Linked DNA regions of Mus musculus: regions 2, 3, 4, 5, 6 and 7 are each linked to region 1. Evidence: chromatin contacts called from public HiCAR-type, HiChIP or PLAC-seq and promoter capture Hi-C data. All regions are on one chromosome and are shown on one strand. The core of a region is the stretch at or near the end of the contact, and the rest is flanking DNA. Distances in the headings are between cores, read along the strand shown. Region 1 holds the start of Rpl37 (ribosomal protein L37). Region 2 has its middle 13 kb from the start of Gm52192. Region 3 holds the start of Selenop (selenoprotein P). Region 4 overlaps Ghr (growth hormone receptor). Region 5 overlaps Ghr (growth hormone receptor). Region 6 overlaps Rictor (RPTOR independent companion of MTOR, complex 2). Region 7 holds the start of Ghr (growth hormone receptor).

Evidence for each region. Promoter capture Hi-C pulls out the DNA fragments that hold promoters and counts their contacts. HiCAR-type assays count read pairs that join an accessible place to other places. HiChIP or PLAC-seq counts read pairs in DNA pulled down with a chosen protein or histone mark.
Region 2: a promoter capture Hi-C map of liver shows a contact between it and region 1, with 2.0 times the contacts expected there. The contact joins the enhancer-like site here to the promoter of Rpl37 in region 1. A contact is called at or near these places in 16 of 39 promoter capture datasets (the 3T3-L1 cell line, 3T3-L1-derived adipocytes, the C10 cell line and 10 more), 3 of 484 Hi-C or Micro-C datasets (brown adipocytes and cortical neurons), 6 of 115 datasets of contacts at active chromatin or transcription factors (the NIH/3T3 cell line, T-cell acute lymphoblastic leukemia, extraembryonic endoderm stem cells and 3 more) and 1 of 9 other capture datasets (liver).
Region 3: a promoter capture Hi-C map of pre-B cells shows a contact between it and region 1. The contact joins the promoter of Selenop here to the promoter of Rpl37 in region 1. A contact is called at or near these places in 16 of 39 promoter capture datasets (the 3T3-L1 cell line, 3T3-L1-derived adipocytes, the C10 cell line and 10 more), 3 of 484 Hi-C or Micro-C datasets (B cells, CD8 T cells and pre-B cells), 8 of 115 datasets of contacts at active chromatin or transcription factors (the NIH/3T3 cell line, T-cell acute lymphoblastic leukemia, embryonic limb bud and 5 more) and 3 of 9 other capture datasets (liver, macrophages and pancreatic islet).
Region 4: a promoter capture Hi-C map of pre-B cells shows a contact between it and region 1, with 4 times the contacts expected there. The contact joins the enhancer-like site here to the promoter of Rpl37 in region 1. A contact is called at or near these places in 9 of 39 promoter capture datasets (the 3T3-L1 cell line, 3T3-L1-derived adipocytes, the C10 cell line and 5 more), 2 of 484 Hi-C or Micro-C datasets (the N1E-115 cell line and cerebellar granule neurons), 3 of 115 datasets of contacts at active chromatin or transcription factors (large pre-B cells, pro-B cells and stem cell-derived neural progenitor cells) and 1 of 9 other capture datasets (liver).
Region 5: a promoter capture Hi-C map of the 3T3-L1 cell line shows a contact between it and region 1, with 6 times the contacts expected there. The contact joins the enhancer-like site here to the promoter of Rpl37 in region 1. A contact is called at or near these places in 9 of 39 promoter capture datasets (the 3T3-L1 cell line, 3T3-L1-derived adipocytes, the SN4741 cell line and 6 more) and 1 of 115 datasets of contacts at active chromatin or transcription factors (large pre-B cells).
Region 6: a contact with region 1 is called in an RNA polymerase II HiChIP or PLAC-seq map of embryonic stem cells, with 7 read pairs. The contact joins the enhancer-like site here to the promoter of Rpl37 in region 1. A contact is called at or near these places in 10 of 39 promoter capture datasets (the 3T3-L1 cell line, 3T3-L1-derived adipocytes, HPC-7-derived erythroid cells and 7 more), 3 of 115 datasets of contacts at active chromatin or transcription factors (astrocytes, embryonic stem cells and stem cell-derived neural progenitor cells) and 2 of 9 other capture datasets (adipose tissue and liver).
Region 7: a contact with region 1 is called in a HiCAR-type map of astrocytes, with 5 times the contacts expected there. The contact joins the promoter of Ghr here to the promoter of Rpl37 in region 1. A contact is called at or near these places in 6 of 39 promoter capture datasets (the 3T3-L1 cell line, 3T3-L1-derived adipocytes, the C10 cell line and 3 more), 2 of 484 Hi-C or Micro-C datasets (the N1E-115 cell line and cortical neurons), 3 of 115 datasets of contacts at active chromatin or transcription factors (astrocytes, embryonic stem cells and stem cell-derived neural progenitor cells) and 1 of 9 other capture datasets (adipose tissue).

What each region holds. Positions count from the first base shown.
Region 1 is chr15:5,114,597-5,118,974 of GRCm38.p6, reverse strand. It overlaps Rpl37 (ribosomal protein L37), which reads right to left and starts at 2,362. Exons shown (of 4, transcript NM_026069.3): 1 at 2,291-2,362; 2 at 1,553-1,688; 3 at 1,272-1,356; 4 at 1-408. The coding sequence starts at 2,293. The coding sequence ends at 339. It overlaps Snord72 (small nucleolar RNA, C/D box 72), which reads right to left and starts at 554; the gene lies at 495-554. It also overlaps a transcript of Card6 not described here.
Region 2 is chr15:3,226,224-3,230,601 of GRCm38.p6, reverse strand. No RefSeq gene overlaps it. Among named protein-coding and RNA genes, the nearest start is that of Gm52192, 13 kb to the right of the region's middle. Within about 2 kb of position 2,216, at least 44 of the 459 cell types and tissues checked have an H3K27ac peak or open chromatin away from gene starts, as enhancers often do. A contact at or near this core is called in the HPC-7 cell line and liver, where this site is marked.
Region 3 is chr15:3,268,843-3,273,220 of GRCm38.p6, reverse strand. Selenop (selenoprotein P) reads right to left here and starts at 2,244. Exons shown (of 5, transcript NM_009155.4): 1 at 2,169-2,244.
Region 4 is chr15:3,354,390-3,358,767 of GRCm38.p6, reverse strand. All of the region lies in intron 3 of Ghr (growth hormone receptor), which reads left to right. All of the region lies in intron 4 of Gm41254 (a long non-coding RNA gene), which reads right to left. Among named protein-coding and RNA genes, the nearest start is that of Ccdc152, 53 kb to the right of the region's middle. Within about 2 kb of position 2,272, at least 27 of the 459 cell types and tissues checked have an H3K27ac peak or open chromatin away from gene starts, as enhancers often do. A contact at or near this core is called in the N1E-115 cell line, where this site is marked.
Region 5 is chr15:3,386,594-3,390,971 of GRCm38.p6, reverse strand. It overlaps Ghr (growth hormone receptor), which reads left to right. Exons shown (of 11, transcript NM_010284.3): 3 at 2,259-2,324. Among named protein-coding and RNA genes, the nearest start is that of Ccdc152, 85 kb to the right of the region's middle. Within about 2 kb of position 1,726, at least 25 of the 459 cell types and tissues checked have an H3K27ac peak or open chromatin away from gene starts, as enhancers often do. A contact at or near this core is called in second pharyngeal arch cranial neural crest, where this site is marked.
Region 6 is chr15:6,744,469-6,748,846 of GRCm38.p6, reverse strand. Rictor (RPTOR independent companion of MTOR, complex 2) reads right to left here. Exons shown (of 38, transcript NM_030168.3): 5 at 3,267-3,398. Among named protein-coding and RNA genes, the nearest start is that of Rictor, 38 kb to the right of the region's middle. Within about 2 kb of position 2,451, at least 15 of the 459 cell types and tissues checked have an H3K27ac peak or open chromatin away from gene starts, as enhancers often do. A contact at or near this core is called in embryonic stem cells, epiblast stem cells and stem cell-derived epiblast-like cells, where this site is marked.
Region 7 is chr15:3,581,500-3,585,877 of GRCm38.p6, reverse strand. Ghr (growth hormone receptor) reads left to right here and starts at 2,526. Exons shown (of 11, transcript NM_010284.3): 1 at 2,526-2,878. RefSeq lists a cis regulatory region at 2,336-2,470 and promoters at 2,606-2,790, 1,317-2,790.

The DNA.
Region 1 (4,378 bases), core at 1,113-3,612:
TACAGACTGTAAGCGTCTTAAGACACTGTAGGCATGGTAGTGATATAACCACACCAGTAACTGTCCTCATCTCTAGCAAGCCTGCTCGTTCAGCTCATCACTCACCCACTTCCATGCCCAGGGCCAAGCAAACACGATGGGGACCGAGACAGGCTCAGAGTATCTTTCCCGAGAGTCCACCCAGCCCCTCCCAGCTTCGGACCCACAGGAACTATGAAGGAAGAAGCGTAGGATCCCAGAGCAATCATATAACCGAACTCTGAACCGATGTTAAAGTACCTTAGATCACCACAGAATTTTTGAAAGCAGAACATTTATTTTATGACTGATTGAAATCCTTAAGAAGAACTGGATGCTGCGACAGCTGCCCTCTTGGGTTTCGGCGTTGTTCCCTCACGGAATCCATGTCTGTGCCATGTTAAAGATAAGAAAAAAAGTTAAAGCAGCAATATCAAACATTGCCTCCAAATTGATCAAGCAGACCGTAATGAGCTTATCTCAGTTAAATGCTGAAATCATTATAGCAGTCATATGTTCAGACATTTATTTTTTAGGACATCATTGATAAGCTATTAGTTTACCCTAATCAAGACACCCACATTACATTAAAGTTAACTGTCTCAACAATTTTGGGCTCATTTTCCCTATTTCCACAAGAACTAAAGTATTTATGAAGCTATTCCTTAAGCTATAAAGGACAGGTCCTGGCACCTTTCCTTTAGTAACAGGAAACACTGACCAAGCTTAACAGGATCTTGAAGCTGCTCAACTCAGAAGTCTAAATGTTAAGTAGCACTCATTTCTACTCAATACTACATAGGAAGATGAGTGATTCTAAGCACATAAAGGTTAATCAGGCTCAAAACATGCCACTAGCCTATCAAACACTAGCAAGCCACTACACATCAAGTTCACAAAACTGGACTGAGTTTAAAACAGAGACAAACACAAAAGCACCTGTCAAAGCACAGACCCCACAGGAAAGTCTAAGAGGGGGGCTGGGGATTCTGTACTTTTAAGGAACATCAAGGCCTAGCCTCCAGTAAAAAGATACCCATCTATGTTATGACTGGCACCCAGAACAGCTTAGCAGACTTGAGCAAAGTCTGGAGGCAGATCCAAGTAAGCTGCCCCCCAGATCCCACTCATAGTCTTGACAAATGTGGGCGTCTCAGGCCCACACCAAACCCCAGTATCATTCCTACCCTTCAGTAAGAGTGCAAAGTTTCATCCTACCCTGGAGGACCAATGACATTTAGCCAAAACTGTACCTGAATCTGCGGTAGACAATCTTTAGGTGCCTCATCCGACCAGTCCCGGTAGTGTTTCGTCTCTTAGCCTTGGCACTCCAGTTATCTAATAAAAAAAATAGGATTCCAAATGGTTTTCCCAAGCACCCAGTGTCAGCCCATTTTCTCAGTAGTGTCATTACTATGTTTTAACCACTCAGCCAACAAACCAACCTCCAAAGTTGTTGCGTGCCAAATGTGTTTTCTATTACATCGCTACCTCAGGTCAAGGTAAAAGCCCGCCTGCGGATTACAGTACTTACACTTCCTCTTGCGCTTGGCAGGGTAGCCACACTTGCCACAAGTCGACTTCTGAAGGTGGTAGGCCTTGGAGCCACAGCGGCGGCACAGCGTGTGCGTCTTGTTGCGACGCTTACCAAAGGATGACGTTCCCTTCGTCTGCACATTAAAAGAAAAAGCAGGAAAAAAAACCCCACATATAAGCAACTCTGAAATCTGACTTCTCAATGTACTCTGGCATTTTCTTAGCAATGAGTATGGATGAGACGTAAACAAGATCCACACGGGACAAAACGGTGTAAAGATTTAAATCTTAGCACACAGGTAGGGTAGGTAGGAAGCACTACCGGCTATCCACACGACCATTATAATGCCTTACTCTGCGCGGACCTAAGCCTCCTTGGCTTTAGGCGTTAAGGACAACATTCTGCCCGTCTCTCAGTCGCGGTACTGCCCACCAAGCAGCCGGTTTCTCGGCGGCTGGGGACAGATGTCCCCAAGCCTGTCCTGATCACCCACCCGGGGCTGCAGTGCGTACGTCTCCTCCAAAGCCCAGAGAGACCCACAGCGGCGCTAGGACCGTGGGCCGGGCTCTGCACACAGCAGCCATCCTTCCAGTTCCTGCGGACCACAGCACGCCGTCTCCTCGCCCATCAGCTCCCCTCACTCGCAACCTTGTCACCGACGCGCCGGGCAACAGGCAGGACAGCCCGAGGAAGAAGGATGGAGAGAGATTTACAGAGCCCAGAAACCACACTCACCATCTTGCTTCTACCGGCGAGGCCAAAGAGACCGGAAGAGAAAGCACCCCCGCCACTTCCTGTGGATAAGCTTCCGCCCAGGAAACTACTTCCGGCGGGTCTTGGTGCAGCCCTATCAGGCCTCGGGTGCGGAGGTGTAGTCTCCCGGGCGAGAGAGCCAGGGAGCCGATTGGGCTGCAACACCGGTAGGGGGCGTGCCTGGCGCTGTGGCTCCGCCCTCCCCAGCGGCCCGCCTCCTGGTTGGAGAGGGTTTCTGGCGGTGTCGGGGCTGCTGCGGTGTTGGCAGTCCGTCTGGTTTCCGGTCCCGGGGCTCGAGGGGAGTCAGACACCCAGTGCGTGGCGGCGCCCCTGGCGGTTGTGCAGTGCTGGGACTGGGATCCCGATCCGGGAAAGCCAGCCTTCCCAGGTTCGTTTTGATGTGGCCGCTCGCTTGCCTGTATGGAGAGTTGGTGAGAGGATGGAGTCACGAAGTGTCTCGGCGAGGGTAGGAGCTTAGTTAGCTTCTGACTCGGGCCGACTCGATTTCACGCGGTGGTCATTCAGAGGCCAGTTGTTTGATCGCACTCAAGGAATCACACGCGGAACTTGTTAAATAACAGCTTCCAGCCAGCGCGCCGCCACCAGGAAATCTGACCCTTTTAGACTTGAGTACAGTTTGCAAGTCTGTACTGTATAAAACACTTTCCTAGATCATTTTGAAATAAGTAACCCTAGACATCCTTGATTAGCGCTAATGCAACTGTCTGTCCGCAATCCCAGTAGGAAACATGGAGAATATAGTACGAACATTGATGAATTGGGGAAAAGTCTCAGTCATACCATCTACATACTTTCTAAAACAAATGTGAGAATCGCTAGTCTATCACATTCAAAAATCTTAAGATAGTGGACAGCAGAACAAAGCAAACACCAAGGAAGCTTTTTGTTTTGTTTTGTTTTTTGTTAGCAAATCGTACCAATTTCTTCTAGGGGAGGGGAGTAGAAAGAAAAATGTATAATCCTTTCCACTCAGAAGTAGTAAACTGAAATCAGAGGAGGGAGGAGATAGGGCACACGGGAGAGAAAGCAAACAAGCATTCAAATGGTTGAACTGGACTATAAATAAGTCTTAGGAGACTGGGTGGCAAATTGCTATAAATTTAGTAGCATGAAGCAACACAGATTTAGTCAACGGGTGTAAACTTTCAGTTATGGGAAATAAATTCTAGGGTCCTCTTGCATTACTGTACCTACAGATAACAAAATTGTATCGCACACTTAAAATTGTATGGCCTCTGCCTCCCAAGTGCTGGGATTAAAGGCGAGCGCCACCACTGCCGGCCTCATTCACAGTTCTGCTGGGAAGCACAAGTGAGGCTTGGTTTGACTAAAATTGAAATGTAGTGCTGAGGTGTAGCTCTGCTCAGTCGCTGTTTAATTGCTGTCTTTCACCTTGCAGGCCAGTAATAACCTACCTTACGTTGTAGTACAGTTTTCTGTGTTCTTCTACTTTTAAGACCGCTTGTTACTACATTCACCCCACCTAGATAATTTCTCCATCTCAAGGTTAACTAACCTGAAACCTTAGTGCTCTCTGCCACCTCAGGATTTATCACGTCACTGGATGCTCTCGCTTGGAGTACTAAACAGCTCTTTTGGGATGGGGTCATGGAGTTGTGTCTACAGCATTGACTATGAAAAATGACATTAGTGAAGAAAGGGTAGGCTGGGCGTTAAACCACCAAGGAGCCCACCCTCAGAGGCAGGATGTCACTGACCTTATCCAAAGACGTGCCTACAGCTGAAGTTATCAGACAGTGAAATCATTTTTTCTCTCTAAAGTGAGTTTGTTCTTTGTGGTGTGCAGGAAATCCGCACATCGGTTTTTGTCCTGAAATTTATGCTCCAGAGCCTTGTAGGAAGCCCTTCAAGTTTCCAGGCTTCTACCCAACTGCTAGGTTTAGGTAGGTCCGCAGCGGCGGCGGGAGCGTGTCCACAGCGGCGGGACATTATTTTTTCTTTTCTGTTCTTTACATTTTTAAGACAGGGTTTGTGTTGCCCAGGCTGATCTCAAACTCTTGAGGCCAAGTGATCCTCCTGCCTCAGCCT
Region 2 (4,378 bases), core at 967-3,466, 1.9 Mb after region 1:
GGAGAAAGATCTATCCTGGTGCTGCCTGTCTTGTGTTTGTGCTTGGCATGGCCACATTCCTTTGCTGAAGGCCACTAGGAACACCAGTCACTGCTCCTGAAGTTGCAACTCTCCTTCTCCTCTGACTAGAGACTGGGTCCTGCCTTCCCCTTCAGGCTGAGCACAAAAGGCATTCTTCTCTGTGCCCTCCTCTGACTTACATTTTTCTGTTATTTGCTGCTTACTTAACATTCTGCTCTTTTTCAAGATTTCCAACTCGTGCTGAATTCTCTTCTCATAACCACGCTGTCCTGTGGACGGTCTCCCTACCCAGAGCTGATGGAGCAGATACTATAAAGCACCACCAGATTGTTTTCCTATAATATAAATGTTTATTTCAGGCAAAACCCCCGTCTAGTTGTTTTTGTTAAAAATCACTTTAAAATAAACAATTTATAAAAAACAAACTGTTCTGCTTTGCATATTTCTATCTTGTCCCTGGAACTAAAAATATGACCCAAGGCACAAATTTCAAGTATTCAAGTGAATTTAAAACAAAACAAAAAGCAACAATAGTTCATCCAGTAATTCACCTACATCTCAGCCTCACAGAAATCTTACTCAGTCTCTTGAAAAATGGGTAAAGGGTCCACACTAAAGAATGGGGCAGTTCAGAGAGAACTCTGACAGTACATCTATTCATGACTCACAAAGTCACCTGAACTTCAGTAAAAGATGGAAGCACATGATCAAAGCCCAAAGACATGACCTCTGTTCCCAAACCCTGTGTCTCCTCACCACAAGAACAAGGCTCTTATTTGCCTAGGACCTTAAAGAACTGGGGGGGGGGGGGGTGGTTTCAAGAAAGAATGTTCATGAAGTTGGTAACACATCTTTGTGCTTAACCTCAGGTTTGTTTGTTGTTTGTTTGGTTTTTGTTTGTTTGTTTGTTTGTTTCATTATCCAGACATTTCTTGACTCTGGGTTATTTATGAATTTATGGAACAAATGATAAGACAGAATGGTCCAGGGAATGTCCACCGGGGAAACCCGTATGGAGTCATGACAACAGGAAAAGCAGGCAGATCAGCCAGGTAACCATGAGTCCAGCCAAAGCTTAGCCTCATGTTGACTCCAAGGTCACTTTGAGCTGTTCCACCTTAAATCAAGGAAAAAAAGTATCCCATACCACCTTTAAACAGGGAGGTTTCAGGAGCCCAAGACAAAGCTTCAGACATAGGGGCAGCTGCAAGCTAGAGTCCAACCCTCACCACAGCTGCCACAGCCAGGAATGGCTGCCGGAGCAGCATCAACAGCAGCAGCTAGCACAAGGAGAACTTGCAAACCTGGGAGTGACTCAGGTTCTCAGCTTATGGCCGTCACGAGTGCGAAGATATCTCTTGATTCGAGTTTCAAGCAGACCTTCCAAAGTCCATTGGGAAGCTTAGTTGGGATAAGCAAGCAGAACTTTAGCCCCTGTTCTCATCCTTTCTGTTTGTTTTCCCTATTGGACTTCCAGGGAAGGCTATAACTGAGAAAACACATTGCAATGTAAGTGCCTTGCTGGCATGGTCCTTGTTGGTCTTGCCCGCTGAGAAACTCACTGCCTACAACACAGGAGACACAGAGCAGACTCTTGATAAGCATTGGAAAGCATGGATGAAGCCATTTTAACCCTCACCACACCCTTATAACAGAGACAGAGCAGTTGTTCTCTCTCACTCTTGCTTTGGAAGAAACTTAATATGGAAGTCTTGATCAAGTTCCTGCATGTCCCGTGTTCTGGCATGAGCTGGGTATCAGTGATGTCATGGGACTAAATATGTCTTAGCTTATGTTTACACTATGTCCCCTCTTGTAACAAAATAAATATGTAAATGTCAGAAATGATTTAGAAAAGAAGAATCATCCACTCATTAAAATATCAAAGCTAACCTGGAGTTAGTAACTTTTTAGAAAATGAAAGTAAAAATCTCTCACCAGACATAAAGTGCTATGTCTGATAGGCCAGTGTGCTGGGTCAGGCTGCCTCTGTGCACCTTCACTAGGTCTGGCCTACAGGCTCTCCAACCCTGATTTCCAAAGCACATCCTGGCACTAAATCTTACCTACTACCTCCCTCTTCCCACAGGCTCCCAAGTATTTAAGATCTTATACTCAAAATCACACACACACACACACACATCCCAGTGAGACAGGATGAACCAACTCCCTGAGTTTGGCATAAGCTTCTGTTTCCTCTCGGGAGTCACCCCTCCTCTATCCTGGACCTCAGAAGAGGAAGCTCCACTCTGAGATCACATTCTGGCCCTGGGATGAAAACAGGAAATTAATAAGCATGGATCTCAATCTTCCAAGGACTCATAAACCAGGAAAAACAACTTCGGAGGACACACTACTCTAGACTAATAGCTAGCACAATCAGATAACCAATAAGCCAATACTTTTTAATAACATTTAAAAGCTAAGAGACTTGAGCTACTGGCCTACGGTGTTGAAAGTAACCAAGAGAGGAGGAAATCCTGAAACCTCACCAATTAGATGCTCACTTAGAGCTAATTACCCCAAACAAGAACCTGTTGTTAAAGGGGAGAGAGAAATTAGCTGGCAGTCATGTGGTGCTGCATAGCCAGAGTGCAGATAAAAGCTGCTCTTGAACCTCTCGGGTAGACAAATTGGTTCTTTAGTACTTTCCTAATGAGGAAAGGGTGCTAGAATTTAAATACTTGGGAGATGGAGGCAGGAGGGTTGAATCTGCCTTCGTGAGTAACACTGTCTCAGAAAGCAAGAGAGGCAAGGGCAATGGCATTTTAATGGGCTGTAATTCCACATGCAAACCATAAAAGAGAAAACAGGGGAATCTGAAGCCTACCTCTGCTGGCACCACAGAGGAAAGGAAACACAATACACACGCCAGGCTGGCAGAGGAAAAAATCTGAAAACTACAGCTTAGTTTATTGCATTGTTCCCTCCTGAAGCTAGTGAAGACCTACCACGCTGGGGCACATGCAAGATGGCTGGTGAAAGAGCCCACTTAGAATTAGGAACTCATAAACACATCTTCCAGGTTACTTAAAACAAATATTCTGTTAGCAAACCCCATCCATACAATGCATCTGATGGCAACATATGCTTTCATTCCTAGCTAATAAAGCATGGTTATGGTAAATAGCTTTGGAATAGCTGTGGGGAAAACTGATCAAAAACACTGAATCTGCTTTTTACCAGATGATTAACTTTGGGCAGCTGACCTAAACTCTCTGAGCAACAACTTTCTCAGAAGCAAATGGATTGGTAACAGCCAACTCATAGCAGACTAAAGAGTTATTCAAGTTAGACAGCCCTCTTCAGGCCACTACTTAAAAACCTAGACTCAGGCTGGAAAGATACCTAAAATTTCTAGAGAAAGGTGGCTGGTATTGCAATGTCCACCTTTTAAAACTGGATTTTAAGAGCCTGAATCCAGATCCAAGCTTTAGTTCCTGGATTAGTCTTGGTCTAACTGAACTTCCCAGATCTCCACCCAGAACAGAATATTGCTAGTGTGAGCCACAAGCACTGCAGATGCCTAATGCTGGTTCCCTGTATCCTTGATCAAGCTGTAACCAGCCACTGAATTTCAAATCACTGAAGAGAGTCAAAAGGTATCAGAAGTCAGAAAAAGGGACTTCTGGTTAGCTTCATGACCTAGATAAATCTAAGGCTAGCTAAACTCAAGATTATAAGGGAGCTATCAGAGGCCAGAGGAAAGCAGTGGGCACCCTCTTGGATGTTTTATTGAATTCCATTTCAAGACTTTGACCTTCTACCTCAACAGGGGACTTGTGGTCAGAAGAGAGAGCACAGAAACAGATAAGCACAGAAAATGATAAGCACTGTGCAAAAAGGCATTGTCCTCCGGATGAAAACAGGATCCTCATGACTTGGCAAGCCACAGGACCACGAGACATCTAAAGAACAGCAAAAAAAGAAAGGTTATCCCTAAAAAGTTGTCAGCAGGTTTCAGCATTCGAGAGATTTTCCAGTCACAAGTTATCAGACCAAACAAAAGCTATGGATGATCTCTGTTCCATGAACAGGGTTTTCTTGGAATCCCAGCTTCAACTTGGTTGGCCAACATGTATACCCAATGCATGTTTTGAGTTGTTGCAATTAACTAATCCAAAACACAAAAATAAAATCCACTCATTTGAGTGTTTCATGGAGAGAGGTGTGGAAGAGAGTGAACAACCTCTCTCCTTTAAGGACCTAAAGGCAACTATTTAAAACTTGGGGTGCCCGTTCTAGCAAAAGTTTTACATTTCACTCTTTCAATTAAAAGGAAGAGATGAGGAGAGAGAACAGGTTGACCCGTGTTTTGTTTTGTTTTGTTTTGTTTTGTTTTGTTTTGTTTTAAAGG
Region 3 (4,378 bases), core at 995-3,494, 1.8 Mb after region 1:
GCTTTTAATGCCAGTATTTAGGAGACAGAGGCAGAGGCAGTTTGATCTCTGTGAGTTCGAGACCAGCCTGGTCTATGTAGTGAGTACCGCAACAGCCAGTGCTACTTGTGAGACTCTGTCTTAAAAAAATCAAACAAAAAAGAAATAATGAAAAAATAGGAGGGAGGGAGAGTCAGCTGGGTATGGTGTGCACACCGTTAATCCCAGCTCTTGGAAGGCAGAGGCAAGTGAATCTTATATAATAAGTCTACATATAACACGGTCTGGGCCAGCCAGGGTCACACTGTCAGGCTACGCCCAAAAGTAAAACAAGACAAGAAAAGGAAAAGACTTTTAAATCTTCTTCAGCTATTTGTACTAACACATTTTTAATTCTGATGTTTAATCGGGGAAGTTCCTTTAGGGTGATATTTACCATAATAATGGGATCATTCTTATGTCAATCAGTTACTGGGTTTTGCTAGAACTATAAAGGCAAAAAGGAAAAATGTTAAGCACATTTACAGGTGCCAGTTGTGCCTCAGAATGTTTATGCTACTGCGCTCTCTGCAGTTGAGGAAACTGTGGCTCAGAGAGACTTTGTATGCCTTCTCTAAGACCATACAGGATTAGTATCCACAAGAGTAGATTTAAATTGGTTCTGCCCAACTCAAAACATGGATAGCTCAGCTACCAGTATACACTGAGAGTTTTAAAATACATCACCATGCAATAACTATAGCAGCCTATATAACTATAGCATTAACTATAGCATTTCTATATGCTCTATGCTCTGGGGAAAAAAAGAAGGAAAAAAACCAAGCTATTCAGCGTCTTAATAGAAAATCTAGCTGGTACTTCTTTCCTAAACTAAATTCATGTGAGGCTCTGGGATCAATCGCTAACACACACACACACACACACACACACACACACACACACCTCAAAACACTAAACTAAATTCAGTCTTTATAGAACTGCAGCATGAAGACACGGCCCTTGATACTCTGCCATAAGGCAAATATTTTCAAATGGCTAAATGGCAGACATAAATGAGAAGACTATTTCACCCACGTTTCTAATGAAAAGAATGATCGAGGGACAAAGGAAAAGCTGGAGAAGATGAGTTTCCACTTGCAGAGTTTCCCATCATTAATCAATAGGCTGCTTGACTTTGCTTAAGGTTGCTTTTATGGAATAAGCTTTGCATTTTAACTGTAACTGTCGAAGAGCTATATAAAAAGAATGAAGGCAAATAACAAAATTAGATCCAGTAATAACTGGACAGTGGTTATAGCGATTACAGTCTTCAGTTGCAAGCCTAGATACCTGTTCATGCTCAAAACTACAATTGATTGTACTCCATTAAAAGGAAAGCAAGCATACTCTTTGCCACACATCCTCTCCCCTTGAACAACAAAGACCACAACAAAAACAGACCAGCATTTTAAAGCCCCTCATCCGCTGGGCTGTGGTGGCACATGCCTATAATCCCAGCACTTGGGAGGCAGAGACAGGAGGATTTCTGAGTTCGAGGCCAGCCTGGTCTACAGAGTGAGTTCCAGGACAGCCAGGGCTACACAGAGAAACCCTGTCAAAAAAAAAAAAAAAAAAAAAAAAAGCCCCTCATCCACCTTCAGGCTTCCACCCTCTACTTAAATTCAAAAGCTCCCCCACCGAAGGACACCACCTGGACTGCCTTAAAGCAAGGATGGAGCCCTGCCCTGGGGATGGAGCCTGCTCAGTCTGCTCCCTCCCAGTTCTGAAATTGCTTCCGAATTCCCTGGACACCTCTACAGTACAGTGCGGTGCGACAGGCGTCTGTCCCATCTCTGCTCTTGAAATCCACTAGCTTTCCCTCTTGTTTGTCCTCACTCTAACCCTTCGTGGGAAACCCTGGAATTTAGTGAGATAATATTGCCCATATGACACCACAGTTCCCTGCAGAGAGAAACAGCTGCATTTTACATTGCCCACAGTAAAGGACAAAAATCAACAACAATAAAAATATAAAATTAAAAAAAAAAGTTAACTGTTCTTCCCCGACACTTCTTGTTCATTAAACAAAAAAAATGCTTTTAATGTCTTTTAGTCATCTTTTTACTAAGTCTATTTTAAAGCGGGGGAGAAACGTATTTTACCTAAGAAAAAATATTTCCCAAACTGTAAAAGAATCAAGTCCTACTTACGCAACCCCTTCGGACTAGCTTCGTCCTGTCTCTTTGCTCTAGTTAGAGCAGCTCCCCAAAGCCACAGGCTGACACTGACTTTTATAGCCCTGTTGTTTACCTCGCCCTCTGAGGTGCAGTCCAAAGTTCGGTGCTCCCTCCCGCTGCGACCTTGCAAATGCAGCAAGCCCCTGAACAGTTTCCGATCACAATGAGAAGAAAGTTTAAACAGCTGAGGCAGTACTTACTGAGGGAAGACGGACGACTTTTGACGAGTTTCTAACTTATTTTCTGCTTTTGATCACCCTATAATCTAAGAATGGTACAGTCCAGGGTGGAAGGAAGGGCTAAGGGGAGAGAGGTCCTCCAAGTGCCTTTCCTTTCGAAACTACAATAGGGAAAAACATTTGCCTAGCCAGCAAGTTACACAGCTGTTTTAAAAGAAGGGAAAACATGTTTGTTTTCCTTTTCCTTTATGAAGAGGAAGTTCTATACTAAACCCACACTGAAAGCTTCTTTAGAAAAGTCACCTGCTGTCACATTATTTTGGTCTCCTGCTACTATAGACCTATCTTTGTTTGGCTGTGCTCAGCAGAATTTCAATTGGTATGCAATCCCGTGGGAGCTCTGTTCTTGCGGGTTTCCTTTAATATAATGAACTAAGAAAATCGTCTTCAATCTGAAAGAAACCAGGCCTCATTTAAAATGTATATAGTAGTGCTCATTCTTTTTGTGTATCTTTGTCTCTCGGTGTCTCTGTCTCTGTCTCTGTCTCTGTCTCTGTCTCTCTCTCTCTCTCTCTCTCTCTCTCACACACACACACACACACACAAACACACACTAAGGAAGGGGGAGGGGCAGCACATGGTTGCCTCAGGGCAAACATGGAGGTCAGAAGACACTTTTGTAGAGTTGCCTGCTCTCCTTTCTCCTTTAATTGGCTTCCCCTTTAACTGGGTTCCAGGAATCAAATTCGGGTCTTGCCCGGCAACAGCCTTTACCCTCTGAGCTACTTCCAGGGCTGAACCCACAGTTTTCTCACAGCTGTAGTGCTACTTATAAATCCCAACAGAGTCTCTTTTAGCTGTTGCTTCAGGGTTATGTTTTATGCTTTTTTTATTTCTCTTAAGAACTGTATGCATGTATACAATATATTTTGATCTAACTGGGACCCCCTACTGCCCACTCCAACTCTTCCCAGACCCCTCCCCAACACATTTTCCTCCCAGCTTCATATGGGGTTGTTTGGTTTGGTTTTGATTAGTTGGTTGGCTTTGTTACCGAGTGCAGTTAAGGCTGTTGATACCTGTACAGGCACGGGGCTGTCCATTAGAGCATGAGCAACCTAACACAAGCCATACCCTTGAAGAAAAATGACTCTCTCCCAGTGGCCATCAACTGCTAGTAGCTTTTCAGCCCTGGTGGGAGCCTCCTGAGTACTCCCCAACACATGAGGAAATGTAAACAGACTTGATTAACAACAGCTGTGTGGGTGGGTGCAGGAGCACAATCGTCCTATGGTATCCAAAAATCACTGCTTTGCAGCGGTCCTCCCCAACCTCTAGCTCTTACAAACTTTCCACCCCTTCTCCTGTGGTGCTCCCTGCATCTTGGGCAGTCCTCCCCAACTTTTGGCTATTATGAACTTTTCACCCCTTCTGTGATGCTCCCTGCATCTTGGGTGGTCCTCCCTAACCTCTGGCTATTTCAAACTTTCTACCTTTCTGTGGTGCTCTCTACATCTTGGATGAGGGAGTTGATAGAGATGTCAGACTGAAGACTCCACAGTCACTGATTCTGTGCACGTTGACTAGTGTGACTCTCTCTGCCACCCCCTCCCCCACTGCAAAAGAAACTTTTTCTCTGATGAGGGCAGTAGCAACCATGTGCACTGATCTCCCTCAATAATGTTAAAGATTCTGATGTGAAATATCTACAAAGATAAGAATTGTACAAACAAATTACTAGTTGGAATTGGGGGAGGAACAGAATTTCAATGTAAAAGAGGCCAGGAGGGGAATGCTTCTTTCCGGTGGCTGCTGCACTGTGGCGGGCTTAAATGAGGCCAAGGCAGCGAATATGTAGGTCTCCCCACCCCTACTTGAGTTCTATGTCTTTAGTGAAACTCAAAAGAGTCTTGACCACACTGTAACCCTAGCCAGCCTCTGGATTTTCTCAGCAATTTTGAGTCCATGCCTCCAAGGCCTTAAATGTTCCAACATAAAGGTGTT
Region 4 (4,378 bases), core at 1,023-3,522, 1.8 Mb after region 1:
ACCTGTGCACAACTTTTACTTAAGTCATTCCTTATATAGCACAAAATACTGGAGACAATTTTAAGAGCTGTTTTGATTAATTGGGAAGATGTAATGTTAAGAAAAGTGTTGGCTCACTCTAGAGTATTGCTTTCTTTGGATATCTGCTCCCTTCCTTTCCACATAGCTACATTTTATTTGATTGGCAAGTGACTCCCTTTTAAATGTTCCTGCAACTCTGCTTCCAACAGAGAAGTCTTTAGGGAGGAAGGCATCTGGAGCATTAAAATGGAATAAAAATCTCAACTCTCTATCTTGGACCTTTGCACAAAAGTGTATAGCTGGCAACATCAGGGGAAATATGGAAGCCAAAGAGAATAAAATGGAAGTGTTTAAATAACAAACTGACAGTTTATTTTCTGTAGAGATGCTATTGTTTCTATATGGTGTGTCTCCAAAAATATTCATGTCAGAAACTTGGTCCCAGTGTGGCAGTATTATGAGGTGGTGGGACTTTAAGAGGCTGTGTTTAGAAAATGGTTCTTAGATTATTGGGAACCTTAGCTTTGGAAGAGATTAATATAGTTCTTAGCAAATCACAATTCATTCACAAGAAAGATATTCTTTAAAAACATGTGACACAAACTACTTAGTCCCTCTGACGTCCTATGTCACCATGAGATCTTTCTCACCACACTCCCAACCTTCCATTGCCCCTCACCAGAGATGAACTGAAGCCAAAACGCTTGATCTTGAGTCTCAGAACTGCAAAATAAATAAATAAATGTCTTTTCTTTATAAGTTCCTCAGCATCAGATAGTTCTTAATGGTAATGGAAAGTGGACTAATTCAGAAGACCGAGAGTCTAGGTCTCTTGCTTCATTTTACTTATTTATTTATAAATATGTTAAGCTGTCTCAAGTCATAAAAATCTGGATCCTATAGCCCATTAGTATCATAGTCATATAGCCAGTTTGCATGTTCACATGCTTAAAAATTCCTTACACATACATAGTACTCTATTTTGTTTATCATAGGCTATACACAAAAATAAATTCATAGGATTGGATATACCTCAGTGGTAGAGAGCTTTCTTAGCTTCTACTCAGGCCCTGAATTCAACACATATCACTATAATCTATATGCATATGTATATATACATATTTAAATTTTATATATAGCTGAATCAAATGATATTCTGAAAGGTGTTTAATATTTATTAGAGCAGAATGCTTCTTGAGATATACTTTAAACAAGTTTACTTATTTAGGGAGAGATAATTCTCATTTAGTGGTTTATAAAACAGGAATTTGAAGGCAGAGTCTATATCTTGTTTATCAACATGTTATTTTAAAGGTGTTGCAGTACACATCAAATTAGAAGTCCATCCATAATAAGAATAGAAGTTAATCTCTGTTTGAGTAGTCTTCAGAGCCTTTTCTGATTTGGAGGCTACCGTCCATTGGATTTGCTTGGAGCAACTGAGAGCTTGTTCTAAGGCTATGAAGAGCATGCCATCGGCTGCATTCTGATCAGTAAGACAACATTATCAGCTCATCTTTGATTTGAAATTTCTTTATATGAATCTTTTAAGCCACTTCTTTGTTACAAGACAGTTATAGCTGAGCTACATCTTTTCAGTCCATATACCCTTTAAATCAGCCAAGAAGAGCCTGAAAAACTTCTGCAATGCCAAGAGATGAGGGATTAATTTATGAACAGGCACTCTGAATCATGACCCTTCCACTCTTTGTGTGAAGTTCCTCCCATAGCATGTGACTCATGTACATGGGCTTAGTGACTCTGTATGAATCTGATACGCAGTATTAGAAATCCCTCTTAATTTCTTTCTATCCCTTAATGGATCACCTGACATAACCAACTGCGACACTAGATAATCTTTTGGGTCCCTATGGCTGAACGTGTAGATACTAATTTTACTTAATTTAACAAATATCTCTGTTGCCAGGATTCCCCACCAGCCTGCTAACATCTCTTTTTCAGCCCTTTGATTCTGGAGCATATCCTGCAACATGCTCCCTTAAACCTGCCCATTCCCTCTCCCTGACTGTTACTCTCCATTCTTGAAATATATAGCCTATTGCCACGCCTCCCCAGAAAGCAGCAACCTGAACAGCTCCAAGCTCTCCAAGCTGTAGTTGTCCACCACTAATAGTTTGTAAGGGCAACCTTGGTAAAGAAAGCTTATGAGAAAGCTCTGGCTTTGGCGTACATGTTTGAGAGCATCAAGAAATTAATCCCCTTTCATTAAACCCAAAGACTTAGTTTCATTTTGTTTCCAGTCTGCCTATCTATTGACGGTGTACCTAAATACCTATTTGCTGCCACCTAGTGTATTGAAATGTAGTGACATGTGATTTTTTTTTTTTTTTTGACATGTGAAATTTTAATTCATTGGATGCTGGAACATAACTTACTATTCAGAATGACTCTTCATTTTGATTTCTCATAAGCTTCCACTTTATTGCTGTGACCTAAAAATCATCATAATTTTCTGTCATACAGTCTAGGGGCTCAGGAGCAAGCCAAGCCCTGAAAATGGTACCCTTGGATATTAATTAGGCTTTGCAACTCTTGGGTACATAGTAAGCACAAAACAACAGAAACCATGATTTTTACTTCATAGAGGCAGTAGAACACACTCTCACTCTTTACCAACCACAGGATCATTGGAAGTTCGGTCCCTCTTTAGACAGCATCTTTTTCTGCTTGTGGTAAAATGGGATGGCAAGTCTGGCTAGCTTCAAGCTCTAAGAATCTATGACTCTAAATAAGCCAAAGCCATGTCCCAGAAGACAGCTCTGTGCTTGTATGAATGTCATTTCTATGAGAATATCTGACCTCTGGTTATAGATAGAAGTGAGCAGAGCTCCTGACTTGAATAGGAAGGACCAAATGGCAGGCAGTGATTTTATTCTTGAGAGCTGTCCCTGGACTGTTGTCCACCAATATATAGGCTAATCATATATATATCTCCAGCCTCCTGACCTCTTAAGGAAATTTAGAAGTGAGCTCCTGTAAATAACCTATTTCCCAAGCTAGCTTAGAATGTTGCATCCCCTTTATTTAAACAACACTACATAGTGTTTTCAGTATATGTTACAATGTTTCATTTGGGGTTCTTATGAGTCTTATTTTCTCCATCAGTCAGACGGGTTTTTTTCAGTCTGGGACATCTTCAGTTTCTCATTTCTGTGAAAAAAAAAATCTAGCACATCCTGAAGGCATTGCATATGTTTCTCATAATTATGATGTTTTCCCATTTATCTTACATACATGGAGTAAAAGGTTAAAAATAAGGTGTTTTCAGATTGTGTCCACAGCACTTAGTCTCTAGCCTTGGTCTCTACAGCTATCTAGCAGCTCATAGATGCTTATAACTCTTTGAACTTAATGCCAAGAATGAAAAATCCTACAGCATACCATATGGGGAGAAGAACTTTGAAGTGAGAAAATTGTGGTTTCATGTTCCAGCTTTACCATTTACTGCATCTGTGTTTTGTCAAGAAATTATCTGACCTCTCAGAAGCATCCCGTTAGCTATAAGTGAGGATCACAACACTAACACACAACATTTTATACACAGAAGTGTGTGTATGAAATAACAAAGCACATGCTAGGAGTATGGCATACAGTAGGAACCTAATCTCTTCTAGAATACTTTTACACAATGCTTAAGTAAATGTTCTGCTTATATCCAAAGTCAGGGGATGGGGGAAGACTGAAGAGATGACTCAGTTGACAAAACACTTGCCATGCAAGTGTGAGAACTCAATTCAGACTTCCAGAACCCATGGTGCAACAGCATGTATCTCCAATACTCCAGAGCTCATGGATCATCTCTTTTGGTATAGGCAATTATGAAGAACAAAGAAATGTGTCTCAAACAAGGAAGAAGGTGAGACCCAATAATGAAGCATGTCCTCTGATTTCCATACACATATACCATAAAATGTTCATACCTACAACACACACACACACACACACACACACACACAAATAGCATGCATGTACTTTACACAAAAAATATTTTTTCAATTACTCAAGTTAAAAGTAATCAGAATAGTTTTATAATTCTGTGATACATTTACATTCAGAAGCTATTGTCATCAAATGTGATTCTGTTGCCCAAGATGTAAATTCTAGGAATGTGGAGAGACATGGCCATCATGCAAAGAGTGCTCCTAGCATCTAGTAGGCAGAGGGTAGGAATGATGTTAAATATTTCAAATGCACAATAAGGCACTGGGAACATGGATTACCTAGTCTAAAATACCCAAAGTGCAGAGGTGTAAAAAGTTCTGTTGGATTCTAGATACTTAATATAGAAATTCTGAGTAGACAAATAGAAAAAAATGCTTCCATTTTGGTTAGCTAT
Region 5 (4,378 bases), core at 477-2,976, 1.7 Mb after region 1:
TGGAGCTGACTTCCTGGAAGGCAGGTGGAGCTGTGAGGTGGGGCACAGAGTGCTGATCTGCATCTGCTTCAGGTGTAGGGGTGGACCAGAAGGAAGATGGAGCTCTGACAGGGTGGGGCACAGCCTACAGCTGCTAGCTGAAATTCCCATCAGGTAGGGCAGGGGGATTAGGGTGAGTGAGGCAGGGAGGGGTCTCACCTGTGTATGTTGGTTTATGTAGGCAGAGCTGTGAAGTGTGTGCTGAGTACTGATGTGCCCATATTTTCTTTTCTTTTTCTTCCCTGTGTTTTATGTGAGACAGAGTACCCAGTGTATGGCCTTCCACTAAGACAATATTATCAGTTGTCTGAGAGAATATGGGGAAAACAAACATAATGTGTCTGGCCACACTCTTGAAAACAGAATACTTGGGTGCCCTTTGGTCACCAAAATGTTAAGTGAGAATACAATTGGCTAATACCGAGGTGAGAGGGAACATCCTATAATACAATTCAATTCCCATGCAAACTACCTACAGATACTTTCACATCACTCATCTTGATAGCTCAGCCCCACAAAACTGCTTCCTACTTCAGATGACAAATGTATGTAATATACTGTACTTCTGAAAGATTTCTTTGCTATAATTTATAAATAGACTGTACTAAAGTTTTGAAATGTCTTTTTTTTTTCAAGCTGGTTCCCATGACTCATTTATTAGAGTTGATGAATTTGCTACACCAGCTCACAGAACTCAGACATTAAATTAATGACTTTGGCTTTTTACTGAGGGCATCACAAAGGAGACAGATAATGAGGTATTATATTAATAAGCCTCTGCTACTGTAACAAATATCTGAAACAATCAGCTTATGAAGAGAGAAGGTTTATTTTGACTCACAGGTTTGGAGAACTCTGGAGTTTCCAGAGCATGAGTGGTTGGTTCCACTGCTTTTGAGCCTATGAAATGGAGGACACTGTAGCAGCAGCATGTGGAGAAACCACTTTTCCTTGGGACGAAGAAATTGCTAAGGGTCCAGGTTTTGTTTTAAAATCACTGTCCCCCACCCCCCTACCCCCAAGTGATGGGAAGACCTCCTAACTCACCTTTATGTTTCAAATTCCTACCACCTCTGAGTAGTGTCAGGCTGAGGATCATAGCTTTAGCACATGGGCCCTTAGAGGAAATTCCATATTGAAACCATAACATATGAAGAACATGCTGTAGCCACTGTGCCCTCTAAGCATCTCCAGGTTATCAACCAATTGAAAGCTTCTGAACTCATACTATCAATTTTTTGTGAATGTTGTATTCTCTGACTACATTTATTAAACCACTGACCATTGGTGATGAGCTTAGCCATTAGACCCTCCTTCCTCCCTAGAGGCTTTGAATAACACTGAAAAAAATTCCAGTTCTACAACCATAAATCTGTTTTTTCCCATGCCAGCTTCCATCCTGAGGGAGGAAATCCCCAGCCACTACTCAACTCATTAGTGTATGAAAAGACTCATCGCTCTGAGTATTACAAATATTTTAAAAATGTATATGTTAAAATACAGTGGGAAGACTAAATATAGATTTAGCAGTGTCACACATAGCTTCCCTTGCTTTCATTTAAATCTCAGTATTTGTTGTTTCTGTGTAGTAACAAGAGCTGGTCTATCCAGTCCTCTTACACACTTTCCACCAAGACCAGACAACAAGTCAGACTCTTTGTAGCTAGGGCCTTTGCAAAGGAACCCAGCTGGAAGGAGCCTTACTGAGCACTTTCCACTATTGCCTACCTTCCAGACAGCCTGCTCCCAGCTGTATTACAATGATTGACTCACTTGCTGCCTATTCAAAAAACTCCAGGGCCTCACTTGTTCTGCTTTGCCCTTCCCCTTATTCTTTCCCCATGCCCAGGAATGTTCTCACTTATAGTATTTCCAAAAATAATTTTTTAATTAAATGTGGGATTTGTATTTTTCTAAAGAAACCTGTGTTCTCCTTCCTATGCACAAGGGAAACTTGAGTTTGAACTCAAAGGATAGATGGTGGAATTGTTCTCATTGTTCTGTATTGTGTCTGGGCATGCGACCTGAGGTAATGACAACCAAAAGGCTTCCATTTGCTCTGACTTTACAAGCTCTTTTTAATGCATAGATACAGCTTTAATTTTAATGGGGGGGGGTTGGCATGGAAGCCTATTATACAAAAATGACACTATAACAGGGTCACAGAAGATCGTTTTTCTACAGGGATGACTAATGATTTTCTTCTCTTTCTTTTTCAGCTACACCAGCTACTCTTGGCAAAGCTTCCCCAGTTCTGCAAAGAATCAATCCAAGCCTGGGGACAAGTAAGAATTTCTGTCATTCTACTAACTTGCACTGATGGTTTCCATATGTTACTATAATTCAAACTACTCTCCTTTCTCTTTCTCTCTTTGGGATACTGGTAACAGGAAAAGTGACAGCGTTTGAATTTTATAAGCAAAAAGTATTTTTCAGGATTTATGTTTCAATTTCTGTATAGAGGTCATGGTTTATTTTTCTGTTTTGTTTATGCTTGCAGGTTAAGAGAAGGCTTTATTATGCCTTGTTTTACAAACTTGTTTTTAACATTATTGTTGTTGATATTTGGTAGTATTTATATAATGCTTGCATTGGCAAAAAATGGAATTTATTTCCCGAACCAAATTTACATATATACCTCACAATTCTGCCTTCATATAAGCAGCCTATTTTTTACATGTCATCGAACACCGCCCCCCCCCCCCCCGTCTTTGCTAATCTTCCCCTTATCTACAATACCAAACTCAACCTTCAGCTCACAGAAAAAGGTTCCACAAATCCTCCAAGGCTAGGTTTCCTGCCTTCTGTTCTACTATGGAACTTTGTCCATTGTTCAATGATAACATTTACCTCCTGAAATCTTGATTACTTGTGTGTTTGTATGTTTCTATGTGTGCTTACTTTGATTAGTGGTAAAGCCACTGGTAAGGTGGGGGTGCTGGGACCCAAAGTTCTCCACCTCAGTCCTGCTTAGTGTGTATATAAAATACAATCAAGTGTATGGACTATAGGAATTAATTACATTGTGCCTTTAATTCAATGGTCATGTTTTATGCTCTTCTTAACTCCTTTACATCACTAAAAATCTTAGTAGGAGTTTGTTTAATTACATTATAGGAATAGATTTTTTTATTTGAAAGAGTATATACTAGATGCCATTTCATGAAAAGAAAAAAGAGGAAAAAAAAAAAGGAAGAGAGAAGGGGATACCTAGCTAATTTTAAGCAGTTGCTAATTGTTTATAATGAGTGTCATAAAACCACAATTTGAATTGCATGAGTAAATTACACAGTAAATTTGTGATGTGAGGTTTAAATATCATTCCCTTGGAGGTGCCCCTAAGTGTGGACTTGTAAGATGTTCAGCAAACCTCATCTATTTATCATGTGTGCCAGACAGCATACCCCCTCTGATTCTGCTGGTTTGGAAGGGTCAAAGATGTTCATATGTTCTCTAAGAAGTATAAGAGGCTATAGAGGGGGAGGCCGTGTGTGAATTATGTTTGAGTTATGCAGTAGCCGTTCAATTGGTGAAGGCTACATCCTTCTTGCTCTTTTTTGTGGGAAGACAGGGCAGAGAAAGGATGCTCACTGGTGGCCTAAGCAGAGCATCGGAACCATCCTCTACAGTACACACTGCTCTCGGATCTCCCTTCAACTGATAAGCATGATCTCACCAAGCCATTTTCTCTATCAGCTCACAAAATGTGAGGAGCTTAACCATTACCTCTAGTCAAAATCCAAGGTTTAATCCTGACTGATGAGTACCTATCATTTCTAATGTAATGATTTCCTGTTTGTGACAAATAAGAACTCTGGAGACCGGTTGTTCAGATCTAGAAAATGCATTCTGATACTTTCACACAAGGAAATAGTCCATCCTTTCCTATTTTTCTTTATTAAACATTATCTTCCTTTTATCCTAGAGAAGATTTGACAAAGCTAGCCCTGTGCTAAACAATGTGTTTATCAGTGTGCACAGTCCATACAGAACACACAGGAGAATATGATTCAGGATAGATAGTCCAAATGTTCACATCACCTTACGTGTGTGTCTGTCACACTATACCATAAACACTTAACTGGATGTGTACATGATGCTAAAGCCTACCCCATGCCAAATACTAGCCTGATTATAGCAAGGATATCTTTTTCTTTTCTACTGAAGTAGTGTTATCTGTAAAGCTAGCAGTGTTCAACATAAAATACACTAAGAACATGCAATCAATCAACATATGTGCAAGTTTATAAACTCTCAGATTGGAAACAATGCCCCATGAGAGGAAAATAAAATAAAAACTCTTTTAGAGATATGATAAACGTTAAACAAAATGTATAAG
Region 6 (4,378 bases), core at 1,202-3,701, 1.6 Mb before region 1:
AAAAAAAAAAAATGACAACAGAAAAAAATACAGATGATTTACATATCAGAACTTCAAAAATAACTGATTTGGTATGTCTGTGAAAATAGAGATGGAAAAATAAAAGCAGAAACAAATTTTTAAAAAGATAATTCATAAGGCAATAACTGAAGCAAACATTAAAGAGGAGGACTTACTGGCAGGGCAGTCTGGAATAAAGTTAGGTAAGGAGTAATAAGCCTTGAACTATGACGACAACAGAACAAACAAACAAAGGAAGGTTAAAAACCCAGTAAGGGTGGGTTCAGATACATGGGTGCTGTAAGATGACCCAGCACAGTGACCTGAGCGCCATGGGAGGGTAAGATGCAGCATATAAAACCCTGTAGAGGGCACTGACTGAGAGTAAGGAACAGGTAGAAGACACGGACAGACATACACTCACTGACAATAGCTAGCCGATGGGGCTGGAGATGGCCTCATGGTTAAGAGCTGTTGCTATCTTGTAGAGGGCCCAGGTTCAATTCCTAGCACCCACACAGTGGTTCACAGCCATTAGTAACTCTAGTTCCAGAAGATCTGATTTTTTCTGACCAATTCAGGCACCAGGCAGGTACACGGTGCATATATATACATGCAGACAAAATACTCATATACATAGTTAATAAATATCTCTTTTAAAAAAAGAAAAATTACTAGTATCAAATTAACCTTAAGACAGCAGATTAAAATAGAGATGTTCATGAACAAGTAAAAGATGAAAAATTCACCTTTTATAGGCCTGTGCTACAATAAACAGTACAAGATCTGCCAAATAAATAGCACTCCAAGGAAGCATGAGGTGCAAACACGGGCAGGCAAATGTCGCCTGTAAACACTGAATGGGCTCAGTAACACTTGTGGAGTTAAGAAGCAGGTGAGGGTTAGGTCGGCACAACCCACCCAGCACAACAGTGCAGAAGGCACAGTCCACTCCTCTGCCATAGCAGGAATGGAGGACTCCAACACAGCAGGAGTCCAGGAATCAGGTCCAGCCTGAGCTACTTGAGACCTTGTCTTGAAAACACAAGCTGTAACAAAACCACAAGAAAAGAAAATGCAAAGAACAAATGAGACAAAAAACGCCCATGTCGTAAGGTGAGAAGCTTGAATTTATTTATGTGACGGGAGCTGTGCAGCAGGAGAGTGTCTGACGGATGCTACAGGACCAGACAAGGACAGAAGGAAGCAGCACCCAGACAGACCTCTCCAAGACACCAAAGTCAAGCCTTAGTGAGTCCCAAACAGACACACACCAACACAGAAAACTCAACAGTGCTGTATCAACCAAGCAAAGTAAGCCACAATTAAAACAAACAAAACCCACCCCTGTAAGGTTCATGGTCTAGTTGTAACCACCTAGGGGAAATACTAACACAAGTCACAAGTTTTACATAGTATCTTTACATAGTACCCAAAGCAGAAGTATGTATTAGCAGAACTAAAAACTAAATACCAATGTGTTCAGTCTATTTAGAAATGAGAAGCCATCATGAATGAATGAATTGACTTCAAAAATACAAGTGAGGGCCATAGTTTACTAACAGCTACGCAAAGTCAAGCCAGTGGAGTACTTGGCACCTTCCACGCGAACGAGGGACGTCCGGATGCAGTGCAGTTCTCGAGAAGCAGAGGACTGAAGCAAGACTAAGGCTAAGGGTCCTGGAGGTGAGTCCTCAGGAGTTCACAAGCATGGGAGGCCCACGGACTCCATAGACTGGGGAAACTATAGGGATTTACCAAGGCTGCTGTAAAAGAAGACAGTACGTCCTATTATCTATATATTAGTAGCTAAAAATCAGAAGAAAAAATAATGGCACTGCCTCCACTACAATGTCTAAAGAGGGTGAGACAGGAGAATCAGTAAGCCTGAAGCCAGCCTGGAATTTGTAGCAGAAACCCTGTCAAAACAAAGTAATACAACAACAGGAATAAATAAATTAACCCACAACAAACAACTGTTGTGGATAGCCCTGGGGCTAACTGTATTTGATGTTAATTCCATTCTCTTGTGAGGGGTTGTGAACAAGGAATGAGTCAGCACTCAGGTAATTTCCTGTAAACCTGCTTCCCACCTTAATTTGTAAAATAAAGGAGAGCTGATGATTAGGCAGATAAAAGGGAAGGTGGAGTGGAAGGTGGGAGAGAGAGGAAGGAGAAAATGAGAGAGAGGACGCAGAGGAGGAAGAAGAAGAGCCGGAGGAGAAGCACATGGCCTGAAGAAACTGCAAGTTCTAAGGGGGTCTCACAAGCTGTGGAAGATGGTAGTGTAGCGGTAGATCTGCCCAATCTAGGCACACAGCATGTAATCATAGTAACTGTGTTGTGTTTTCATTGCCGGGCCTATTTGGGAGGAGATTTACCGCAACAAACAACAGAAGTCCCAAACCCAGTAAGTGTGACTAAAGCTCACCAAACAGTCACGGCATCTAAATGATCAGTGCCGTGTCTTAAGAAAAAACCTGCGGCCCCAACACATAGTCAGCAGAGGACTGCCTGGTCAGGCCTCAGTGAGAGAAGATGCATCTAACCCTTGAGGCCCCAGGGAGAGAGGAGGCCTGGTGGGGTGGGGGTGGGATGGGGGTGGGGACATCCTTTTGGACACTGGGGTGAGGAAGGTATGGGATAGGGAGTGGATGGGGGATGAAGTCCAGACTGTAAAAAGGGATTAAAGAATAAAAATACATTTTACAAAGAGAGAGGGATGCCGACCACAATCACATAGCTAAGCACACATGCATCAGGTTCCAACATCTCCTTCTCTATGCCTGCTTCTAAGAAGTGAGCACCTCACAGACTTACACAAGATTGCAGGGCAGATTCATTCAAAATAGCTCAACACTGAAAACTATCCTGAATGAACAGATTCAAGCATGTCCTAAGCATAAGACCAAATACTTCATAGCAAAAATAAAATTTAAAAACAGATATGATCAATGTGGAAGAACCTTACAGATGATGAGAAAACAATAAATGTATACTTACATATGTCGATTATACACATTAATTAACATGTAATGTGAAATGCAAAGACAGGAAAACAAATCTCTAAGGAGAAAACTATTTACAATTGCTTGAAAGTATAAAGGGAGTCCCTCCTTTGCTAAAAACACCATTAGTCTTGGTCTTACTTGATCATGCACCTTTGCAAAATTAAGCTTTACACCAAAAATCTGTACAGGTTTGGCTGGATGCTAAACACAAAACTTTAAAGGCATAAGAAAGACAGGCACGTCTCAGAACATTACCTAGCTATTAAATAGTCCACTTTCAGTTTTAGCACCTTCTGGAGAATACTGGAATCTTGGATGAGATAGCGCAGCGCTCGCAACCCGGCTGCTCTTACTTCTTTTGCCTCATTTAATAAAGCTAAGCGCAAACTGTAGGAAAACAAAAACGTTCTGTTACACAGGCTTCAAAGACACCACAGTTCAGCAGAGGTTACTTTGCCCCCATGTGAAATGCTTGGGACGAGAAGTAGTTCTGATTTCTTGTATTTTTAGACTGAAACTACTTTCAAGACTATTTCAAACTGAGTATCTCTTACTTGAAAATCTAGACCCCCCAACCTTGTGAATGCTTGAGATGGCTCTAACAAAGTCTCGGATTTTGGAGCATTTCAGATTTTTCATACTTTAGGATTTACTCCCATATCAAGTTCTTTCATGGCTAAGGTATCCCAAACTTTTTGTTATATACAATTAATTCTATTTAAGAAAAGTCAACCAAACAAAAAATACTACAAAGTAAAGAATTGTATTTGGTGATGTCTTTATTCTGTGCTTCCTCTGAATAGTCACACTAATCCAGCCAATTGGGAGTTTTACTCATCTTCTGGCAGATTGTGTAAATGGAAGAAGAAATCCTATAGTCTTTTCAAACTGTATCTTTAGATGTTTCTACAATGTATCCTTTATTTGCATGTATGCTTCCACATGTCTCAAAGGATAATTAGTTTAATTCAATAACAAGATAGTTAACAGTAGTTAGTAAACACATACTACTATATTAATGTTTACTCCCAAGAACATCCAAAAGTGGCACTGAAACTGCTTGATCAATTACCTATTAGCCTACAACAAGTTTGTAATAGATACATTCTTTCTTAGGGAAAATCTAGGGTTTTTTTTTTGTTGTTGTTGTTGTTGTTCTAACGTTTCCTGGAAAGAATGAGACATTCAGTCTGCAAATTTAATATTTAATTACAATTTTTGGAGAAGTTCGTGTAATTCTGGATATTTAGGTTTAGTTCTTTGTACCCAGCAGTACAAAATCTGAGCTAATGCTCACACAGCCAAGTTACTGACTGCTCCTTTCAGCCAAACACTGTGTCTACAGAACCAGGCATGTGCTGCAGGCA
Region 7 (4,378 bases), core at 1,277-3,776, 1.5 Mb after region 1:
AAGAGCAGAGCAGCTGAGCAGTGTGTGTCCACAGTCCGGAAGCAAAGAGAAAAGAATGCTATCATTTAGTTCCTTTTCCCCTTTTCTTTCAGCCTAGGCTCTTAATCCTTGCAAAGGTGCTGTCTGCCTCAGTGAACCCAATCTAGGAAGTCTCACGAAATGCCCAGATGTTTGTCTCCCAGGAGATGCTAGACCCTGCCAAGTTACATCACAGCCCTTTTCTTTAATCTCCTACAGAATCCAGTGTATCTTTTCATATGCTGTCTACGCATGGTCACATTTCTGTCTAGAGAAATCTGCTTCCATGTCTAACAGAGTGGATGCTGCAGTTGAAGCCAGAGCAACATGAGGACAGGCTTTTGTTTAAGCACGGCCTTGAAACCGCCTTGGAGCATGATCAGAATGTAGAAAAATTTTCCACAAGTCCATCTGGTCCTTCCTAGTCTAGGTTCTAGATCAAGAAACTAGACTAGGTAGCTTGATGAAGCTTCTTTGGGCTTGGAGAGAGGAGAAAGAGGAGTGAGCACAGAGGGGACGGAAGGAGATCGGTCGACACTGTCAGAATCCAAGGTGCACCAGAATCCAAGGAAGGTCACCTCCGAGAGAGTAGAATAAGCATGTGAGGACTGACAGGTCTCCATGCCTGTCAGTACTGCCCTTTCAGCCAGCTTGGCAAGCACAGACCACCCAACAGGAGTTTTGCCTGACCTCATGGTTTCCTTTTTCGGGTTTCTCTATCTGAACAACTCTCCCTTTAAAAGTTCCAGAGACAGTAAGCACCCCTACTGCTTCATCCTAACATGGAAAGCAAGGGATTGAGGGAGATTGTCTTAGAGAAAGCCTGCCTGTGACACAGGACTGGTTCAAGGACAGTAACCAGACCACCCCCAATGCCTGACTGGCAGAGTCACGATCCATATCATCTCCAGAATCTCTTCCCCTTTCCGTATGCTAGATGCATAAGAGACAGCTGAGACACAGCTGGGCTCATGAGAAAAGATGCTGAGAATGTTTCCAATTGCACGGTTACTTTGAAAACAGAAGTTCCAAAGAGTTTGGTCCTCTGTTTCTCCGTTTCTACCCCATCCATCACCTTAGTGTGGAATTGCTTATTTTATTCTTTTGCAGTGCTTAAACGTTTTACTGTGACTCTGGGTCTGAAAGCTAGTGAAAAGAGGGGGTGGGGGTCCTTTTTAAAGCTGAGGCTGTTAGGAAGGTTAAAGATAAGTGAGCTTACAACTAGCTGTCAGAACAAAGCAAACAGTAAAAAGACCACATGACCAGTTGCTCCACCAGATACAAGACAGCTAGACAGCCCCGGGGCTGGACTTTTGTACCTTTGTACTCTATGCCTGGAGAAGAGAGTGGTGAAGCCGTCTGGTGCTTCGTGACAATACTTACACAGCACTCTGACTTTAAGAAGTGCTTTGACAACTCCCATCTTGGTTAATTTTTTTTTTTCAACAAAATGGACCTAGGTAGCAAGAGCCTGTTGTCTGATAGACAAACTGTGTCTTTCTCTAGGTCACAAACAAGGACAAACCTCAGGCTGGACCTTATTCGTGCCTTCCCTGCAGACCTGTGTTCCGTACTAACATAGCTCTCTTCAAACAAACATGCATTCTTGGTAAATTACCTACTTTGTCTCCACTTTTTTTATTTTAACCTCTCGGATTGGAATGTCTTTAATGTCCCAGTGAGCAGGAGTTTGAAAATTGGAACCAACTAGACAGATAAAAGCCTAGTACACCCCGGCATAGTCTTACAAGAAGTGGATGCTCACAGTCAGCTATTGGATGGATCACAGGGCCCCCAATGGAGGAGCTAGAGAAAGTATCCAAGGAGCTAAAGAGATCTACAACCCTGTCGGTGGAACAACATTATGAACTAACCAGTACCCCGGAGCTCTTGACTCTAGCTGCAAATGTATCAAAAGATGACCTAGTCGGCCATCACTGGAAAGAGAGGCCCATTGGACATGCAAACTGTATATGCCCCAATACAGGGGAACGCCAGGGCCAAAAAAAAAATGAGAATGGGTGGGTAGGGAAGTGGGGGGGAAGGGTATGGGGGACTTTTGGGATAGCATTGGAAATGTAATTGAGGAAAATATGTAATAAAATATTTTAAAAAATAAAAATAAAAAAAATGGAAAAAAAAAAAAGCCTAGTAGACTCATCACACTTCCCAAGGCTACTTCTTCCTGTACCTGCAGGAGGTGCACTGCTCTCTTTGAACTTACAGCCTGTTCTTGAGGACTTCTAGATACTGCCTTCTTTGGGGGAACCCGATGGGTGGAGAGGAGGGAAGTCTCCCGCAACTACCAATATTTTCCTCTAGGAGGAGCCCTGCCGCCCAATTGAGAGCGACACGCACCAACTCGCAACTCCTCGCCAGAAAGCTTCATCCCAGCCCTGCGGACTGAGTAGCGGGGGCGGCGTTCAGCCTCCCCGCAGCGGCCCCGGAGCTAGCTGCCCTCAGCTCCCGCTGCCCTTCCCCTAGGCAGCCTGGATCCCCGAGGCGGCGGCGGGTCCCTCGCAGAGCCGAACGCCAGCCGCCTTTTCCCACCCCTCCCCTCTCTTCCTCTCCCCTCCCCTCCCCTCCTCCCTTCCCGTTTCACCCCGCCCCCTTCCTCCTCCCCAAGCCTGACAACCCACGAGCTGCCAAGCAGGGCGCAGCCATGGGAAGAGGAGGCGGTCTAGGGAGCGGCGGCACTGGCAGAGGCGGCTGCTACAGCGGCGGTGGCGGCGACGGCTGTTACTGAACCCCGGCAGCCGCGGGGATCCCGGGCTGGGTCCACGCGGGCCTGAGGCCTCGGCTCCAGCAGCCCCCAAGCGGACACGAACCCGCGTTCTGTCTCCCGAGGCGAAACTCCGAGGTACTGGAGGGGAGTTCTTATTTCCCTCACATTGTGCCAGGAGACCTGGGAGTAGACCCGGGCATGCCAACTGCTTGTGAAAAATTGGGGTCACTTTTATGTATTTGCCCCGATAATTTTATTTTATTTTATTTTATTTTATTTTATTTTATTTTATTTTATTTTATTTTATTTTATTTTGATGAGTTTAGAGTGGGTTGTATTCCCTTCTCAAAAGTTGTTTTCTGCTGATGGGTTGGTGTAACCCGATCCTCCGTGTCCTGGAGAAGTGTGTGTGTGTGTGTGTGTGTGTGTGTGTGTGTGTGTGTGCGCGCGCGCGCCTGTGTGTGTGTGTGTGTGTGTAAGTTGTTCTTGGTGCTGAGTGAAGCTGAAAGTTGATGTGGGCGACAAGGAATGGGGGGCAGCAAGCGAACTGTCCCAGCCTGGAGCCTGCTCCAACCAGGTTGTGAGATGCAAGGAGAGGTTTCTTCCTAAGACTGTTTTCTTGGTCTTAAAAGTTTCGCGAGTGTGTTTGTCACCATCAGCCTGCTAACCTGGAGCAAGGACTGTGGAAGCTGCTGCTGCTGTCTGAAGCGAGCTCCTGGTTGGGTGTGATGGCCTGAGGGACTCCGGAGGGTGGGTTGTGAAGCACGCGACCCCCGCAGCGCTCTGCCTTTGCGCAGTCTGTGCAGGCTGCAGCTGCAAGCTGGAAGCAGAGGAGCTGGAGTCAGAGTCACCGACGCCAGAGCCTCCATGAACTGGGGTGAGTGGAAATTGTGGCAAGCCAAACTGTCCCGGCGCTGGACACACTCGTGGTTATGAAATCAACCAGGCTCAAAGTTCTGATAGAACTGCAGAGTCTTGAGAGCTGAGCGGGTGAGTCGGGTCACGTCTGGAGAGAGAGAGGGAGAGAGCTGGCTGCAAGCAGTGGTTGTAACATGGGACTATCCGCTTGTGGGTGCGTGGGGAAATCTATTTCTGGGCAAGGACTTTATATATAGCACCGGGGAGTACGTCTGCTGGGACCAGGGTGCAGGTTTCCGTGGTGAGCTCTGATGTGTGTGCTGAAGAGGTGTGCAGTATGTATGTGTGCTGTATGTTTGCACGCGTGTGTGGGAGCGCATTGGGAGGTGTGTTGGCTTCCTGAATCAGGGTGTTGAGTGGGAGAAAGAAACCATAGAGATGCTGCCTGCTGTTTGTATCTCCAGGAGGTCTTGGCCTGACAGAGAAAGGTAGTGGGAAGGCAGAGAGTTGAGAAGACACAGCTGTTCCTGAATAGGAATAAATTTCCTGGACTTTAAAATACCTAACTTAACTTGCCTTGGAAGGTCTGAGGACTGGAAATGGGGGTTTCTGGAGTTCTCAGGAAAGCTGAGTGGGAGGGCATTTAAATGTCTAGGAGAGGTATGCATGTGTGGTTACAGAATTTGAGAGACCAGAGCAGATTTACTGTGGATCTGTCTGTCTCCCGGGTGCTGCTGTTTGTGTCCGGGTGGGGATAAGAGGTCTCAGTGAGGGTGT